Linked DNA regions of Mus musculus: region 1 is linked to region 2. A link is a contact called in public HiChIP or PLAC-seq data. All regions are on one chromosome and are shown on one strand. The core of a region is the stretch at or near the end of the contact, and the rest is flanking DNA. Distances in the headings are between cores, read along the strand shown.

The links. HiChIP or PLAC-seq counts read pairs in DNA pulled down with a chosen protein or histone mark.
Region 1: a CTCF HiChIP or PLAC-seq map of CD8 T cells shows a contact between it and region 2, with 11 read pairs. The contact joins the promoter of Hrob here to the enhancer-like site in region 2. A contact is called at or near these places in 1 of 39 promoter capture datasets (stem cell-derived epiblast-like cells), 2 of 15 datasets of contacts at CTCF or cohesin (CD8 T cells and the NIH/3T3 cell line), 23 of 484 Hi-C or Micro-C datasets (the C2C12 cell line, the HL-1 cell line, Sertoli cells and 16 more), 21 of 115 datasets of contacts at active chromatin or transcription factors (the 230-238 cell line, CD8 T cells, the HPC-7 cell line and 14 more) and 5 of 9 other capture datasets (adipose tissue, bone marrow-derived macrophages, embryonic stem cells and 2 more).

What each region holds. Positions count from the first base shown.
Region 1 is chr11:102,247,395-102,250,853 of GRCm38.p6, reverse strand. It overlaps Hrob (homologous recombination factor with OB-fold), which reads right to left and starts at 1,972. Exons shown (of 10, transcript NM_153544.3): 1 at 1,762-1,972; 2 at 125-175. The coding sequence starts at 1,764.
Region 2 is chr11:102,206,751-102,210,118 of GRCm38.p6, reverse strand. It overlaps Hdac5 (histone deacetylase 5), which reads left to right. Exons shown (of 27, transcript NM_010412.3): 4 at 2,953-3,212; 5 at 3,345-3,368. Among named protein-coding and RNA genes, the nearest start is that of G6pc3, 19 kb to the right of the region's middle. Within about 2 kb of position 1,753, at least 126 of the 459 cell types and tissues checked have an H3K27ac peak or open chromatin away from gene starts, as enhancers often do. A contact at or near this core is called in the 230-238 cell line, the C2C12 cell line, CD8 T cells and 17 more, where this site is marked.

The DNA of each region.
Region 1 (3,459 bases), core at 723-3,222, 41 kb before region 2:
AAGAAAAGATGAAAGATATGTCCATTGAAAGCTGCCTGCTGGGACTGCTTCAAAGGTCCTGAACTTGGCTGTGTCTCCATCTCAGGGCATCTTTTGCTAGTCCAGGTCACCAACAGTTCCCTACCTCATCTTCAAAGTCCTCTTCCACAGAAAACAACTTCTGAAAACCACACGTCTGAAAAAGAAAACAAAGCACTTGAGACCGGAGGGAAACCACCGCCCGCAGCATCATCCTGTATTCACTACAACCTTTTCCCCAGCTCTAATGTGACCATCTCAAGTATACTGGGTTTCTGGTGTGTCTGGCTAGTACTGGAAGAGGGAAAAGAGAAGAAATTCGATTTAGCTAAAGACTTAAAAATACTCGAGCCGGGCGTGGTGGCGCATGCCTTTAATCCCAGCACGCAGAGGCAGGCGGATTTCTGAGTTCGAGGCCAACCTGGTCTACAGAGTGAGTTCCAGGATAGCCAGGGCTACACAGAGAAACCCTGCCTCGAAAAACCAAAAAAAAAAAAAAAAAAAACTTTCTTTAAAAAAAAAAAACCAAAAAAATACTTTCTTTAAAAAAAAAAACCAAAAAAAAAATATATATATATACACATATATACATATAATGCACACACACAGTTTATCTGAACTACTCCTAGAAAGGGGAGATAGTAAAAGAGAGGCGACTGCTAAGGGAGACAAAGGCAGGGTCAGCATAAGGGTCTCAAGTAGCCCAAGTTGGCCTCAAGTCATTATTATGTTGATAAAGGTAATTTTCAAATCTTATATAAAAAAAATGATTGATTTAGTGGGGGTGGGGTACACTACTGCATGGGTGTGAAGGTGAAAAGAACTTGAGGGAGTCGGCTTCTTCCACCCTATGGGTCCTAGGGATGTAACTGAGGCATCAGAGACAACCACCTTTTACCTGCTCAGCCACTTCCCCAGCCCCTGACCTTGAACTCCTGACCCTTTCCTTTCCCAAAGGATGGGATTACTTGCCTACACCACCTCTGGAAACAGGCCTGAGTATTCTGCAACAGAATCTCAAAGGTTGGTCCAACACAAGAAAGGACCCTGCCTGAAACCCTTGTTTCTGAGGATCAAGCCAGTGATTTCTTTCTACAGAGGACCAAAGCCAAAGGCAAAGTTGCCAAGAGTGTGGACTGCCCCAGTCTACGGTTCTTCTTCCTGGACAGCAGACTCAGACGAGTGTCACACCCACAGCCTGGGTTTTTGGTGGGGGATTGAGGGCGTGTGGCATGGTAGCTGCTGCCTTTAATTCCCAGAACGCCTAAGGCAGAACTTTGAGTTCGAGGCCAGCCTAATCTACATACTGAGTTACAGGATAGCCAGGGGCAGAAAGCCTGTTTCAAGGACCCACCCTCCTCCCAAAAAAATAAAAACAGAGGAGGAGGCGGAGGAGGAGAGGAAGGGAAGGAGGGAGAGGAGAGTTGAATGTTAGTCACCCCAAGATCACGAGGTTGGGGGCAAAGATTCCAAAAGCCAGTGACGTTTGGGCTCGCAGGGATTGATGACTATTTTTCTGTCTGTCTGTAGGTCTGTATGTCCGGGGGAGGTACCTTTCACAAGGTCTCCTGCGCGTTGCGCGCCCTTCCTACCTAGCCCCCAGGTCTGCAGACTACACTCAGTCTCTACCAGGCAGATCCCGTCCTAGCAGACTAGCGAGCCCGGAGCCCAACCCGGAGTCCGGCTTCCCCGGGGCTGGAACGCCTCCTCCCCAGAGCCCGGGCGGCTTAGACGCGGCATTACCATAACGACAGGCCGTGGGCTCGGGCCGGCGGGTCGGCCCGGCCGTGTCAGACTCAAGGGTTCACCTCCAACTCGACCCAGACGTAGAGTAGGGAACTATGTCCGGTCGCATTCCCAGAGCAAGGTCCAAGAGAAGCGTCTTTAAGACCGCAGCGGAAACTGAGAGAGGGGCGCCTAAGAACGTGCACCCAGAGCGGCTTTCAAAGCCGCCGCCAAAACAATAGCTCCGCCCCCTTAAAGGGAAGGCACCAATTTTTATCCTGCCGACACAAAGTCCTTCTTCCTCGGGCCTTCCGCCGCAGCCTTAAAGGGAAAATCAAAGGTCTCTCGGTCGCCCCCAAGCGGTCCCTCTAGTCCAGCCGGCTGCCACGTTCTGGTTGAAAGGGAGCTTGGAGAAATCTTATACACTTTATTCTCCCTTCTTTTTTTTTTTTTTTTTTTTTTTTTTTTGTTGAGCACACTGGTGATTTGAGAGTGACTTCATCCTCACCAGAACGCAGCCGATCGTGTAGCCCAGGCTGCCCTCTAACTCACTTTGTAGCCGAAAATAACCTTAACTCCATATTGTTCTTCCTCTACCTCCCAAACGCTGGGGTGGCTGGTTTTATGTGGTGCTAGGGATGGAACCGGGGAGGGCGGCGGGGGGGGGGGGGGGGTTCACACTTTGTAGGCCAAGCTGATTGGTAGAGACAGGAAAAGGTAGAGAGCCTCATGCGCCATCATCCTCTGGTGAATGAGGAGGGATTGAACGATTTTGGGCCTTGCACGTGCTAAGCAAATGTTCAACACTAAGCTAATAATACGCCCAGCCCTAAAGAGTTTCTACGACAGAAAAATGTGTGCCTTCTTTGCATGTTAGAAAAATAGGCCTGAAAGCTGGGAGTGCATTCCAATGGTCAACATTGTACTAAGCGTCTTCAAGACTCTGGTCCCAGCTACCATACATACATACACTGCAGAAAAAACGAACAAACAAAAACATAAACAAAATTACTTTGGAGGCCATGCAGGGACTGGAAGGTAAGGCCTGGCTCAAGCATATAAGGCAAGTAAGACTGAATGAAGAGATCCGGGAAAGACAGGGTGTGTCTTTTCCTCAGAGCACAGTAGCCGTCTGAGCCATAGAAATATGACTAAATTGGTGGATTCTTCCTCAGAACAAGGCACATGTGTACAAACACATGATGCTTTGCACATAATTATAGGGGGGTTGTCTTCCTGAAGCCTCTAGTCAAGAACTCAGTCCCAGACAGGTGGTGGTGGCCCACGCCTTTAATCCCAGCACAGAAGGAGGCGGATTTCTGAGTTCAAGGCCAGCCTGGTCTACAGAGTTAGTTCCAGGAGAGCCAGGGGTACACAGAGAAACCCTGTCAAAAAAAAAAAAAAAAAAACCAAAAAAAAAACAAAAAACAAAACAAAAAAAAAACCCTCAGTCCCCTGGAATTCTAGGAAGCAAAATGGTATAGCAGTTAAACTGTAGATGCTGAAGTCTCGATAGCTGGGTCATAGGCTCTCAACTCTACCTCCTCTTTGCTATGTGAGCATGTGAGCTTGGTCAGGGTCATACCTGGAATCACATAGTACTCCAGGACTCTTGGCTGTTATCATTCCAGGTTAAACAAAATTAACAGTGCTGGGACCCTCCCCCTATACTGAGCTTGTCATCCTGCTCTGTCTGAGTCCTCTGATCTGCTTCCA
Region 2 (3,368 bases), core at 504-3,003:
TCATGTGATCTTGGCCTTTCAGGGGTCTTTGCTAACCTGAGCTCTCAGTCATCTTAGTGAATGGCACATGCCCTTCTGCCCACCCTTTCGTCTTTCCCAAGGTTCTCCAACCTTCCTAAGTCCACCAGGAGGCAGCCAAGAGCCTCTTCCTGTCCTGACACACCCACTTCCCCTTCCTAATGCTTCGTTTGAATGGCAGCTGCTGTCACCTGCTCTGTTCTTGCCAAGCTGGCAGAGGGCACTGATCCTTAAGGGGATGCCAGGACAGTCATGCTCTAGGTTCTGTGCCAGGCAGACTGCATTTTGGGGACCCCATTTCCTTTCTTCCCTGGCTTCCATCCTGAAAGGAGCCAGGTTGCTACCTGGCAGAGCCTGGCAAACTGCATGCTGGCCCAAATTAACATTCTCCTCCCGATTCCTGTTTGTATGGGAACAAGGCTGTGTGGCAGAGCCCTCTGGCTCTCCTGCCACGTGCATACCAATGGGGCTGTGGCACCCACTGCAGCACATAGCCAGGCATCTCAGCAGTGCTAGCAGTGGGAGAGTCTTTTACATGAGCCCCTAGTTTTTCTGTAAGGCTCCTGCCAGAGAAGATAGCCTTGCCCATCACCGTTCCAATTTGGGGCAGAGTTATCTGCTGGGGTCCAGGATCTTTTAGACTCTTGCCTTTCCTGGACCGATGGGCTAGCATCTAGCACTGCAAAGAGCACTAGTTAGAAGCCAGTCCACTTTTTGCTGGAGTGCTCAGTTTCAGGACCAAGTCAGCTTTGGCTAGGAACCGATAGTCCTCCAGACAGCATAGGGCTTTGCTGAATGCTTCCAGGGCTGGGGAGGCTAGAGGCAGGCCACCAGCTCTGTCACTACTACCCTGCTTTTCACTCTGGTGCAGAGCACCCTTCATGTGGATGCTGGGACAGGGCATGGGATAGAGGGAAAGTGAGAGACTGTGTGCCTGGGAGTAGGGGTGGGGGTGGGGGAAGCATTGTGTATGTCTGTGTGCTTGACTCCACCCTTTTGGCCACATCTGGCCACTCCTGCAGATGTGGCTCTGGCCTGGTGGCCACAGAGTCGTCAGTGTGGCTGACAGAGAAACCACAGAGGAATGTGCTCAGCCTCTGCTGGGATAGGAGTGGGTACCGAGAGGCATCTTGCTCGGGCTCTGCACACACACACACACACACACACTCTCTCTCTCTCTCTCTCTCTCTCTCTCTCTCTCTCTCTCTCGTGCACACACACACACACACACACACACACACACACACACCCCTCTCTAGTGGGTCTCCCAGCCATATTAGGCATAGAGCTGGTGTGGCTTACCCAGTCTGGTGATGCCCTTCAGTGCTGTCTTCCTGAGGACTCACTTAAGGGGAGGGGGCAGTCTGAGTCTCTGTTTTAGTCGCCACCGTTGCATACCCTTCCCACTCTTGATGTAGGCTCAGGTGTAGGGGAGTGGGGATGGGAAGAGCCCTGAGCACTGGCAACCGTCAGGATATCAGGGTTCTGTCTTCTCACTGCCTGGGATGCACTGCCTGGGCCACTTTGCTGGGGGACCATCTTCCTGTCCCTGTGTAGCTTCCCAGGCTAGAGTTAGGGAATGTAGGCTTTTTCTTTGGAGAAGTGGAGGAGAAAGAAGATGAGCTGGTGGTACAGCCTCTCTCACTTCCTCCTTCCCAGGCAGTGGTACCCTGCCTTCCCCTTCCTGTTAGCTGCGGGTGGCTTTGTGGGGTATGGGTTGGGCTTGGGTCTCCCTGCTGGTATGGTGTTTGCCTGGTTGCCCTGGCAACTAGTGGGCAGTGATGTGGAATGACATTCAGTGGCCAGAGGGCAGTGCATGGAGATCAACAGGTCAAGACCCAACCTTCCCATAAGCCAGTTGGAACCTTTCCCATTCTGCGGTCCAGTGTCCATGCGGACCTCAGAACCACCCTCGACCACGCTTCTCTTTTCAGGGGTGCCCCCCTGGTTGGGAGACTGAGGTCCTTGCTACAGCTCCAGGCCCCAAAATGCCCCCCCATCACTCTTCTTCCTGTCTGATTCCCTTTCCTTTCCTGTCTCCTCCTCCTCCCTCCTCCCTGCACGCCCATTCTCTCCCCCTCCCCCCAACAGCTGCTGTTTGGCTTACTCTATATATAGCGGCATTTTCAGGGTAATTACAATAAAACTGTTGAAAGGAGATAATCCACCAGAGGAAGCCAGGCTGACTCCCAGTCCCATCTTGTCCCTGGCTTGGTGCGGCCCTGCACCCCCTTTCCCTGAGGCCTCCTGTTCCCATTGTGCCCCTCATGCCTGTCGCATTTCCCCCCTCGCAAACCAGCCTCTTTTCCCCTAGCTGAGATGAAACTGACAGACCCACAGAGGGCAAGCTGTCTGTAAAGTCCCCACAGATCTGATCTCTGCTCCTCTGGGACAAGGTGGAGACAAGGCAGGGGACAGTGAATGAAAGTGTATTAGATTCATATTGTGGTTCTTCAGTCACCTGGCTGTGTCTGGTCAAGTTATTCAAAACACTCTCTGCCTCGGTTTCCTTATCTGTGAAATGGGTAATAATAATAGAATCAAACTGGTGTGTTCCTGTGCAGTTTAATGAGTGGGCCGTACATATACAATACCTGGTACTGACTTGTCAGTGACAGTATCCGGCGTTGAGTCCTGACACTTGTCGGCAGTCTCTCTTCACACTCATGCATACATATGTTTGTTTTTTGTTTTTTGTTTTTTTTTCCCTCGAATCCAAGGCCTTGTGCATGCTGGGCTGGCCCTACCTGCAGCCCTGTTGCAGAGTTTCTTATTGAAGTTCCTAGCTTCAGTTTCGCCTAAAGAAAGTGGAATGTAGAATCCAGGGTCTAGTAGACCTGTCTGGTAGTCTCCTGGGCCCTGGGACCAGGCTGTCGTGGCCTAGAGCAGTCTGGGGCTGGACCCACTGAAACCTTGTGTGTTTTGTGCCCACAGTGGAGGTGAAGCCGGTGCTGCCAGGAGCCATGCCCAGCTCCATGGGGGGTGGAGGTGGAGGTAGCCCCAGCCCCGTGGAGCTTCGGGGGGCTCTGGCGGGCCCCATGGACCCTGCGCTACGGGAGCAGCAACTGCAGCAGGAGCTCCTGGTCCTCAAGCAGCAGCAGCAGCTCCAGAAGCAGCTCCTGTTCGCCGAGTTCCAGAAGCAGCACGACCACTTGACGCGGCAGCACGAGGTCCAGCTGCAGAAGCACCTCAAGGTGAGCCAGGGGGGCTCAGGGGCCGCGAGAGGCCCAAGCAGCCCTGCCCGGGCCCGGCTCACCACCGCCTCTGCCCGGGCCCGGCTCACCACCGCCTCTGCCCTCCCTTCCGCCCGCCCGCACCCACCGCAGCAGCAGCAGGAGATGCTGGCGGCT